2 separate regions of the Sus scrofa genome follow, and region 2 is linked to region 1. A link is a contact called in public Hi-C data. All regions are on one chromosome and are shown on one strand. The core of a region is the stretch at or near the end of the contact, and the rest is flanking DNA. Distances in the headings are between cores, read along the strand shown.

The links. A called contact is a pair of places that touch in the nucleus more often than the background predicts.
Region 2: a contact with region 1 is called in a Hi-C map of omental adipose tissue, with 2.1 times the contacts expected there. The contact joins the enhancer-like site here to the promoter of PTGIS in region 1. A contact is called at or near these places in 19 of 47 Hi-C or Micro-C datasets (alveolar macrophages, brain, embryonic fibroblasts and 10 more) and 2 of 2 datasets of contacts at active chromatin or transcription factors (alveolar macrophages and skeletal muscle).

What each region holds. Positions count from the first base shown.
Region 1 is chr17:51,198,055-51,202,810 of Sscrofa11.1, forward strand. It overlaps PTGIS (prostacyclin synthase), which reads right to left and starts at 2,461. Exons shown (of 10, transcript XM_005654247.3): 1 at 2,085-2,461. The coding sequence starts at 2,167.
Region 2 is chr17:51,233,437-51,238,192 of Sscrofa11.1, forward strand. No RefSeq gene overlaps it. Among named protein-coding and RNA genes, the nearest start is that of PTGIS, 35 kb to the left of the region's middle. Within about 2 kb of position 2,360, at least 22 of the 83 cell types and tissues checked have an H3K27ac peak or open chromatin away from gene starts, as enhancers often do. A contact at or near this core is called in alveolar macrophages, liver, omental adipose tissue and 1 more, where this site is marked.

The sequences.
Region 1 (4,756 bases), core at 1,211-3,710:
GACAACAGCACACAGTCTGCAACAGCAAAAATGCTGAAAACAACTTTAAAGTCCACCGATAGAGACAGAAATAAAAGAGGGAAAAGAAAGCTGCCACCTATTCAGATTATGGAATATTACACAGAAGATCAAAATAATGAATCAGACCACCACGTAGCAACACGGATAGATGTCAAAATTAAAATCTGGAGTGAAAACAGCAAGGGTACAGTCTGAAAACAACTCTATAGAGAGCTTCTAAAAAGCCTGACAACTTAGGAAAAACAATTCATTTCTCCGTAGGGTCACTTATCTGATGCATTTATTCTTTTTCGTTTTCAATTTTTCCAGGCAAGTGATTGAATGCATGGCTTTAAATCTCACCTGGAAAAGTGTCTGGCTCTTAAAGAAAAATATCGTGAGCTCATTGTTTAGAAATTCACACTAATACACTGTTTAAAAATAGTTTCCAGAAAATTTCTGGAATTTTCTGACACTGATTAAATGCACACACACGCATTAACACACACTTCCACTGCCCTGTCTTATCTACGGACTAACGGGCTTAACGTCTATGTGCATAAAAGTAATTCTCTCAAGAGCTGGGAGGCTGAGGAGTTATGACAACCAAAGGCAGTGAGGTACCCTGGATGGGATCCTGGCACAGAAAGAAGATGTTAGGGGAAAAACTGATGAAATTCAAATAAAGTCTGGAGCTTGATTAATTCTAACAGACCAGCGCTGGTTTTTTAGTTTTAATGACTGTTCCATGATAACGTAAAACGTTAACAGTGGTGGAAACTGTGTGAGGGGGTATCTGGGAACTCTTTGTACAACTTTTCTGTAAATATAAAACCAGTCTAAAATTAAAAAGTGTACTTTAAAAAAGCTCTGGAAGGTTCCTCCCAAATTAATCAACAGGAGAGGTCCAGAATTATCGGAAGCCTGGTTAGAAGGGCTTCAGTCTTATCTATAATGCGATAAATGTTCGTTTTAAGTCAAATGTATTCCTTGTACAATTCAAATTATTTCATTTTATTTTATTTTGCTTTTTAGGGCCGCACCCTTGGCATATGGAGGTTCCCAGGCTAGGGATCTAATCAGAGCTGTAGCTGCCAATCTACACCACACCCACAGCAACGCCAGATCTGAGCGGCGTCGGCGACCTACACCACAGCTCACAGCAATGCGGGATCCTTAACCCACTGAGCCAAGCCAGGGATCAAACCCGCAACCTCATAGTTCCTAGTCGGATTCGTTTCCGCTGCGCCACAACGGGAACTCCTCAAATTATTTTTTAAAACCATTTTATAAAAAGCAAAAGACCTATTGCCATTTGAGACGGATGGGTCTTAGTGTTTCTCCTAAATCACAGATTCTCAATGGGGCAGGAGAACCTCTGCGCCTAGGAAGCTGAGACATCTGGTCGGGTTCTACTGTGTCCAGGCTATGGAACCTCCGCAGAAGGGAGACCCCTTTGTGGGCCTGAGTTCTCAGGCACAGGGAAATACTGAGCCTTCCCAGCCCCTTCATCCAGGTCAGGCAGGGCCTCTGCCTACCACCCCTGCCTCAACTCTGCCATCCGTGCAATGGGAATGAGGAGCAAGGCTGATACAGAGTTGATCTCGAGTTGGTGCGGCATCCAGGTGGAGGCCGGGAGTCACGCCCAACCTGTCCGCACCCACTCCGCACCTGTGACTCTCGGTTCCCACCTGAAACCCCTTCGCTGGTCCCTGGCCTCGCGCTCTGGGCCAGGACCTGACTTCACTTCTCGCCCTCGGGGGCCCCTGTTCCCGCACCTTCCCACGAGCGTCTCCCAACTTTATGCCCTCTCGGCAACTGCCGCTCGGCCGGGCCCGCGCCCCGGGGCCGGGAGCAGCGCGGGAACCCCTCGGGCCGGGGGGCTGCACTCCCACCTCTGAAGGGCTCGCCCGGGGCTGCAGGGGACCCTGTCCTATTGCGGGAGTGGGGCATGGGGCTCCGGCGCCGGCCTGCCGCTGTCTCGGCGACCCCCTCGCTGCAGCCGGGTTGCGGCCGGGAGCCGAGAGCCGCGACGCCCCCTTTGTCTAGCCCCGGGCAGAGCGAGCCGGGCGGGGGGCACTCACCGCGTGCGCCGGCGGGTCAACAGCAGCAGCAGCAGCAGCAGTAGCAGCGCGGCCAGGAGGCCGAAGACCACGGCCCAGGACATGGCAGGACCGGCGACCGGGCTGCCGCGGCCGAGCGCGGGAAGCTGCGGGTCTGCCTCAACGGCCACGCGGGCCTAGTCCCGAGGCCGACCCCCCTCCCCCTGGCCCCGCCCATCTGCCTGGGGGCGGGGCGGAGCGGGGCGGGGCCTGCGATCCCTCCCAGGTCGGAGGGTGGACAGGGGCTCCCGCCGGACGGGCTCTAAGGCGCTGGACTGAGAAAGGGGTGGGGGGCGTATGTGTGGAAAATGTGGACACGCTGGAGAGGAGATGTGGGTTTGAGGGGAAGGAGGAGGATGTAGAGGACGGGAGGAGTGATGTAGGAGAAGGGGTTGGGGGATGTACAGAGAGGGCTGGGTGGGGATTTGGGGAAGAAAAAGGAAAGGAATACGGGGAGGCGGAGGGGAATGGGGATGGAGAAGGAAGTGTGAGGATGGAGGCTACGTGGTGGGGGAGGAGGGATTGTGGCGGGCCTTGGACTCCCCGACGTGCCACCTGAGCCGTCCCCACACTCTGCCCCCCGCCCCCCGACACCGACGCATCCCTGCCCCAGAAGGACTAGAGACCATTCGTTTTCTATGCTGTTGGTCTGGGAGGGATGGAGTTGGACCGGACCTGGCTCTGAGTACCCCAGCCTCAACTGCTGTGAGGGACACACCGATGATGTGAAGCGCCCAGATCTGTACCTGGAGCGCGGCAGGGGCTCGGAATATAGTGGCCATTGTCACAGTTATCTGGCACTTAGGATGCTGGGCTCTGGTGCTAGTGGCTCTGCAAGAGGCCACCCCTGGCTGCTGGTGAGAACCTGGGCTCCCAGCTGGAAGGCCTGGAACCCACCACTTAGCACCCCTTCCACACACCCCACCCTCATTTACACCTGGGAATCCTCCACCAGGGAGCTTACCTCTGGGAGCTTACCGCCGGTTTCTTAAATCACAGTTGTACTTTGCCTTAAGGGGTTTCTCTGAAGGATTGATGAGAGCGTGTCAGCAAAGGGAATTGCAAACTATGAGTGCTGGGCACATGTGAGGGTTTTTTGGGTTTTGTCTTTGGGTTTTTTTCCAAGATACAAGATGGACTTTTTCCATGGAGGCAGTCTGAGTACAATTTTAGGCTAGTTAACCTATCTCACCGTCGTTTCATAGAGAACATACTGGAAAAGAAATCCCATCAAACATCCTTCAGCCTAAGGTGGTGCCCCTGGATGCTGGGCACATGTGCATTTTGTGAGACAGTGGGCAGAGCGTGGAGCTGGGACCCAGGAGGTCTGATTCTAATCCTGTGACTGCCACTCTCTGCCTGGTGAATTCAGGCACAGGTTTCATTTCATCTTACCCATTGCCCCCTGGACGAGCTGTTACTCCTTGCTGGTCTCCTGGCTTCAGCCCTCATCTCTCTGCAGTCCGTTCTCCCTGCTGTAGTCAGAAGGAGCCTGCTAGAAACGAAGTCAGATCTTCCACCTGAATCCTGCTCAGAACCCTCCAGGGCTCCACCTCACTCAAAACACAACCCAAGTCCCTACAGGTTCCTGTTAGAACCCTGGCCTGCCCCCTCCTGCCCTTGCTTCCTCGACTTCATGTCCTCCCACTCCCTGCCTCGCCCTCTCTGCTCCAGCCACACTCATCTTTCATCCTGCCCCAAATGTGCCAAACCAGTTCCACCTCAGGGCCTTTGAACTGGCTGTTTCCTCTGACTGGAACACTCTTCTCTCCGATACTTGGGGAGCTGGCTTTTTTCATCACATCCCTCATCCCTCTGTCTCTGCTCAACAGTCATCTCCTCAAAGAAGTGCCCCCTGACTGCCTGGTCTAAAGTGGTCTTATCAGCCCTGTCTGGTGCCTTGAACTGTTCTTCTTCTTTCTTTTTTTTTTTCCCCCTTGACCGTACTTAACATTTCTAATTCATAAATGAATTAGAGATTCATTTATTTTCCTGTTTAATGTCAGCTGTCAAGGCAGTTGGATGACCCTCATGTGGCCTCAGCAGATTCAGACTATCAAAAGGCAAAGGGAGTTTCTTGAACCTCTTGTTTATTTATCCAGCTTATCTGCCAACAAAGCCAACAATCCCAAAAAGGCCAGAGAACAGGCCCGGAGAGTTTTCTCCAAATTTGGGGAGCCCCATGGGGTAGCCTCTGGCAATGGGGTTCACAGTCTGGCCTGGCTGACACTAAACCATATGAGCTCAGGCAGCCTCCTCCACCTCCCTGAGCTGAGGTGCCTCATTGGTGAAATTGAGAAAGGAATAAAGGACCTAATCCAGGCGACACACCTGTCAGAGTGGCTGACATACAGCATTAGTGGAAGGCCACCACAACAGACTGAATTGGAGACGTATTCCAATTCAGTCTCCTACCACACATGTGACCAAGGCTTGGTCTCAGTTTTCTTATATGAAAAAATGGGAAGAATCTTTCCTTCCTCACAGGACCATTGTGAGGACAGAATTAAATGATGAGAGAAAGAAATCACCCAGCGTGGGCCTGGCACACAGTAGGTGCTCAATAAGTGTTAGCTGTCCAATCCCATACCCCTTGCTTGAATGCAAACCAGCATCACCTCTGCCCAGACCCCTCCCTAATAACATGTCCTCCT
Region 2 (4,756 bases), core at 1,110-3,609, 35 kb after region 1:
TTGCTTTAAAAAATTTTTCTTATCCTGCTGAATAGCATTGAGAACTATGTCTAGATACTCATGTTGCAACAGAAGAAAGAGAGGGGGAAAAACTGTAATTGCAATGTATACATGTAAGGATAACCTGACCCCCTTGCTGTACAGTGGGAAAAAAAAATATTAAAAAAAAAAAGAAAAAAAAATTTTTTTTAAATAAAACGCAGATACAGAAAACCACACAGTGCAAACATATACTTTACTGATTTGTCATAAGACAACTCGACTTCCCTGACACCATCTTCAGGTGAAGAAACAGAACTTGGCCAGTTACCCCAGAAGCCCCTGCAGGAGCCCTGTCGCACTCACAGCCCCCTTCCCCTTCCCAAAGGAGCCATGACCCTGACTTTCAGCGTCAGCCCTTGTGTTTCTTTATAGCTTTGTCACTTCTGTGTGAAACCAGCAGGGCCCTGTGGGGTTCCTGGGCATAAAAGCCTTTCTGTGTCCCCCATTTCTTGTCTGCAGGAGACAGGCTTCACTCAGCCTCCTTGGCCTTCCTTGAATTCCAAAGGGCAGGTTCAGACGGTTGTTAAGCAGGGAAGGGAGGGGATGCAGAGACCAGGGAGGAGCAGTCAAGAGAAAAGAGCAGGAGTTCCCAAAGCCTCCGCAGCGGGCTAAGAATTCAACTGCAGTGGCTCAGGTCACCGCAGAGCTGTGCGTTCAATTGTCAGCCCTGCACAGTGGGTTAAAGGAGCCGGCATCGCCATAGCTGTGGCTTGGATTCAACTCCAGGCCCAGGAACTTCCATATGCCATAAAAAAAAAAAAAAAAGAAAAGAAAGAAAGAAAGAAAAGGAAAAAAAAGAAAGGGAGAAAGGAAGAAAGAAAAGGAGAAACAATAGTGCAGCCTTGTGGGAGGGGCCTGGTTCCTCCTGGAGGGATACAGACAACAACGTTTTTGAGCGCTTCTGCAGAACTAAAACCCCCAACAAACAGAAGAGGTCAACTCTTGATGAAGTTCCAGAAAAGAAGGTCATGGGCGAGGACCTCAAGGACCACCAGACCCCGCCCCAGGATGCCTGACACCAGCTTTGAAGAGGAACACAAGCTGGCGACTTCCCTGAGGCGTGTCTGTGTTCCACCCCCAACCCCTCAGACCCCCTCCTGTCCCTCCCCAGAGAGGCCGCCGTCTTTAGGGCCTCAGCTGCCCGCCGGGCAAAGCAATAAAAGCTGCGCGTTTCTGCTTCGCCCCAAACTCGGGCTCCGCGTTTCTAACTCAGACAGAGGCCAAATTTCAGCAACACGTGTGTCCCTAGACACTGTATTTTGTCTTGCCCATTTAAAAAACAAAACAAAACAAACAAAAAGAAACAGCAGTTCCTGCTGTGGAGCAACGGGATCAGTGGCATCTTGGGAGCGCTGGGACACAGGGTCCACCCGGCCCGGCACAGTGGGCTAGGGATCCAGCATTGCCGCAGCAGCGGCTTAGGTTGCAGCTGTGGGGTGGATCTGATCCCTGGCCTGGAAACTCCATATGCCACCGCGTGGCCAAAAAAGAAAAAAAAAAATTTTTTTTTTGATATCTTTTCAGTCTTTGCATTTCTGTTTTCCCCACTAACTGTTTCTTTTCCTTACACTTTATCTGGTGCAGAACCCTGGGCCGTCTGATGTGTTCACTTCCCCGGCCAGCTTGTGCTGATTTTATCACAATGGTGTGTCCAATACACACTACCCTGGGCATTGCCTGCAAAATGGCAGCTGAATCTCAGAAATTTGCGTGGAACGAGGACCGGAGAGGAGCCTGGCAGTAGCCGAGAAAGTTCGGAGTGCCCACGTGACCTGACCGCAGCTCGGCCAGGCGAGACATCCAGTCTCAACAATCCATCCTGGCTCCTCTCCCCAACGCGGACCCACCCCCACCTCAGGAAATTTCCAGCGCCGAGGCTGGCTCGTCCCAGTGGGAGCTGGCAGCAGAATGGCCGGTAATTTTAGCTGTTCCTCTTCCCTAAAATTATTTCCCATCTGGAAAAGGTTTCCAAACCCTGCCCAGGAAAGAGTTGGTGCAGGGAACATTTTTCTATTAAAAACAAAATAAGACCAGTCACCGAATGTTGAGTTTCTGCAGGCCAGGCTCTGGAGGCTTGGCTGAGCGCCAGCTGTATACGCTCCTTGAGGGGCTCTGCCAGGGAGGAACGGAAGGCGGGAGGGATGGGGGGCTCCATTCCCAGGATCCCCCATCCCACCCTGGTCTGGGGGCAGAGCCTGGGAGGGCCCCGATGAGCTGAGAAGGGTGTGGGCTGAGGGCGCTGCTCTAGGTCACAGGGGGCATCAGGTCCCAGGGAGGCCGGCAACCCTGAGCGCTTCAGGGAGAAAACTGCCCTGGCTGCTAACATCTCCTTACCACCTTGTTCACTCGCCCTGCGAACAAAAAGCTCCAGCTAGGCCCCTGCTTCCCCGCTGGGCTGGCAAGCAAGAACCTGGCAGGGATGTGCTGGCGTTATTTAGCTCTTATTGTATTTATTTTCACTGCTGTCTGCAATTCATTACAGGACTTTTCCATTTCTGCTAATGATATATTGTTTCCTTTGTACAGAAACAGGTTTAGTTTAGAAAAGGTTAAGGAAGGCAGAGAGCACAGATAAGACAGAATGCAGAGCCAACTAGAGTTTGGGACACTCTGGTACCAGAGATAAGAGGACAGGTCTGAGGGCCTGGGCTCGAATCCTGCTTCCGACCCTTGTGGGCTGTGTGATCTTGGGCAAATCACTTGCCCTCTCTGAGCATTGTTTTCTTTTCTTTTGTTTTTTGGTCTTTTAAGGGCTGCACCCATGGCATATGGAAGTTCCCAGGCTAGGAGTCAAATTGGAGCTGTAGTTGCCAGCCTACACCACAGCCACAGCAACACGGGATCCAGGCTGTGTCTGTGACCTACATCACAGCTCATGGCAACACCAGATTCTTAACCCACTGAGTGAGACCAGGGATCGAACCCCCATCTTCATGGATGATAGTTGGGTTCGTTACTGCTGAGCCACCATGGGAACTCCTTTTTTTAAATTTAAATCCATAAAAGAAATGAAAATAATAGCACTTCCCTCACAGTTATCTCTGAGGATTCAATAAGAGAATGCTGGGAAAACACTCAGCCCAGTGCCAGGCACATGAATCAGCAAACTCATTCATTCAGCCAGAACTCATTAAATATCTCTCCCGAGTTCACGGAGTTCATGGTGGTTCCTCAAAACGTATATTCCAAGCCCAGCCCTCCACTTCCTGGCTGTGTGAGCAAGCAGCCCCACCCCGCTGAGGCTCCGCTTCCCCATCTGTAAAAGGGAGACAGTGATAGGTGGTAGTCCTTTGAGATTCCCACAGGAGGTGGAGGTTGCTTTCTGGGACCCCACGGCACCCTCTGTCCTGTATCTGACCCCCCGTAGTCTGTCCCTGCCTCTGAGTCTCAGTGAATTGAGCCCCAGCATCTCTTTAACGCTCTTTGAGCCGGGCTTGGCTATTGAGGTTCCTTGAGCCATCCCAGAGCCTTTGCACGCATTGTCCCTTCAGTCTGAAAAATCCTCCTGCTTCCAGATGGGTAACTACTGTTCCTCCCAGAAAAGTCAGGCAGGCTTCCTCCCCTCCCCTGAAGCATCCTCTGAGGCTGGGTCAAGCCATCCCAGCTCTGCAGACCTCTGACATGTTCTGAGTCTCTGATATAACGGGTCCATGCCTATTTTATCTTATTTATTTTGTCTTTTAAGGGCCATACCCTCGGCATATGGAGGTTCCCAGGCTAGGGGTAGAATCGCAGCTGTAGCTGCCTGCCTACATCACAGTCACAGCAATGCAAGATCTGAGCTGAGTCTGCGACCTGCACCACAGCTCACATCAATGCCAGATCCTTAACCCACCGAGTAGGGCCAGGGATCAAACCCACTTCCTCATGGATACTAGTCAGATTCGTTTCCACTGAGCCGTGACGGGAACTCCCATGAATATTTTAAATAAATAATTATGCTCTACTACAGGCCACGGCCTCAGGCATTTACTTCCTCCCTCTTCCGCCTGCAGATACAGTCACCCCCTCCCCAAAGGAGACCACGCAAATGTCTAATACATACAATCATGGCTCACGATCCAAAGGCACGCACTCTGCCTCCATACACAGAACACACATTGTGGAACAGCATCACTCTGGCTAGTGATCGTACCTGTCTGGCCTCAGTTGCCACCTCTGAATAATGGGCCAGTAATAGGACCTGCTCATTCTGGCTGTTCTAAGGGTCAAGCTAACATATGTGGGAAACACTGAGCACAGTGCCTGGGAAAGCATAAGGGCTCAATGCAGGGCAGAAGAAAGGCATCTCTTGGTAGGACAGCCTTCTCAGACCAGGCTAGGACCGGAGTGAGGCAAATGAAATGCCTAGGGTGCCACGTGTAAGAAGATGCTCACTCTCTGGCCCTGCAGACCCAGATTCTGGGAGCCACAGATCTCTGCTTCCCTCTGCTGGTCATGCTGCAGAATGACATGTCTTCCCTCTGCTCCCAAGGATCCCTGACCCCCACCCTCAGAGCTGGCTGCAAGGAGGGCACTTCGCCAGCGTTGAGGGACAGGGCCTGCTTCTGTCCACGTGGGAGTCTCAGTTCCTTCACCCCTAAAATGAGGTATGAGGACCTGTCTCAGTGCATGGCAAACAGGAGGCACTCCTCAAATTTCAATGTCTTTCCCTCAATACCAGCATTTAAGGAGCACCTACTGTGTGCGAAGGACAAAGGAAGATAATTGAGAC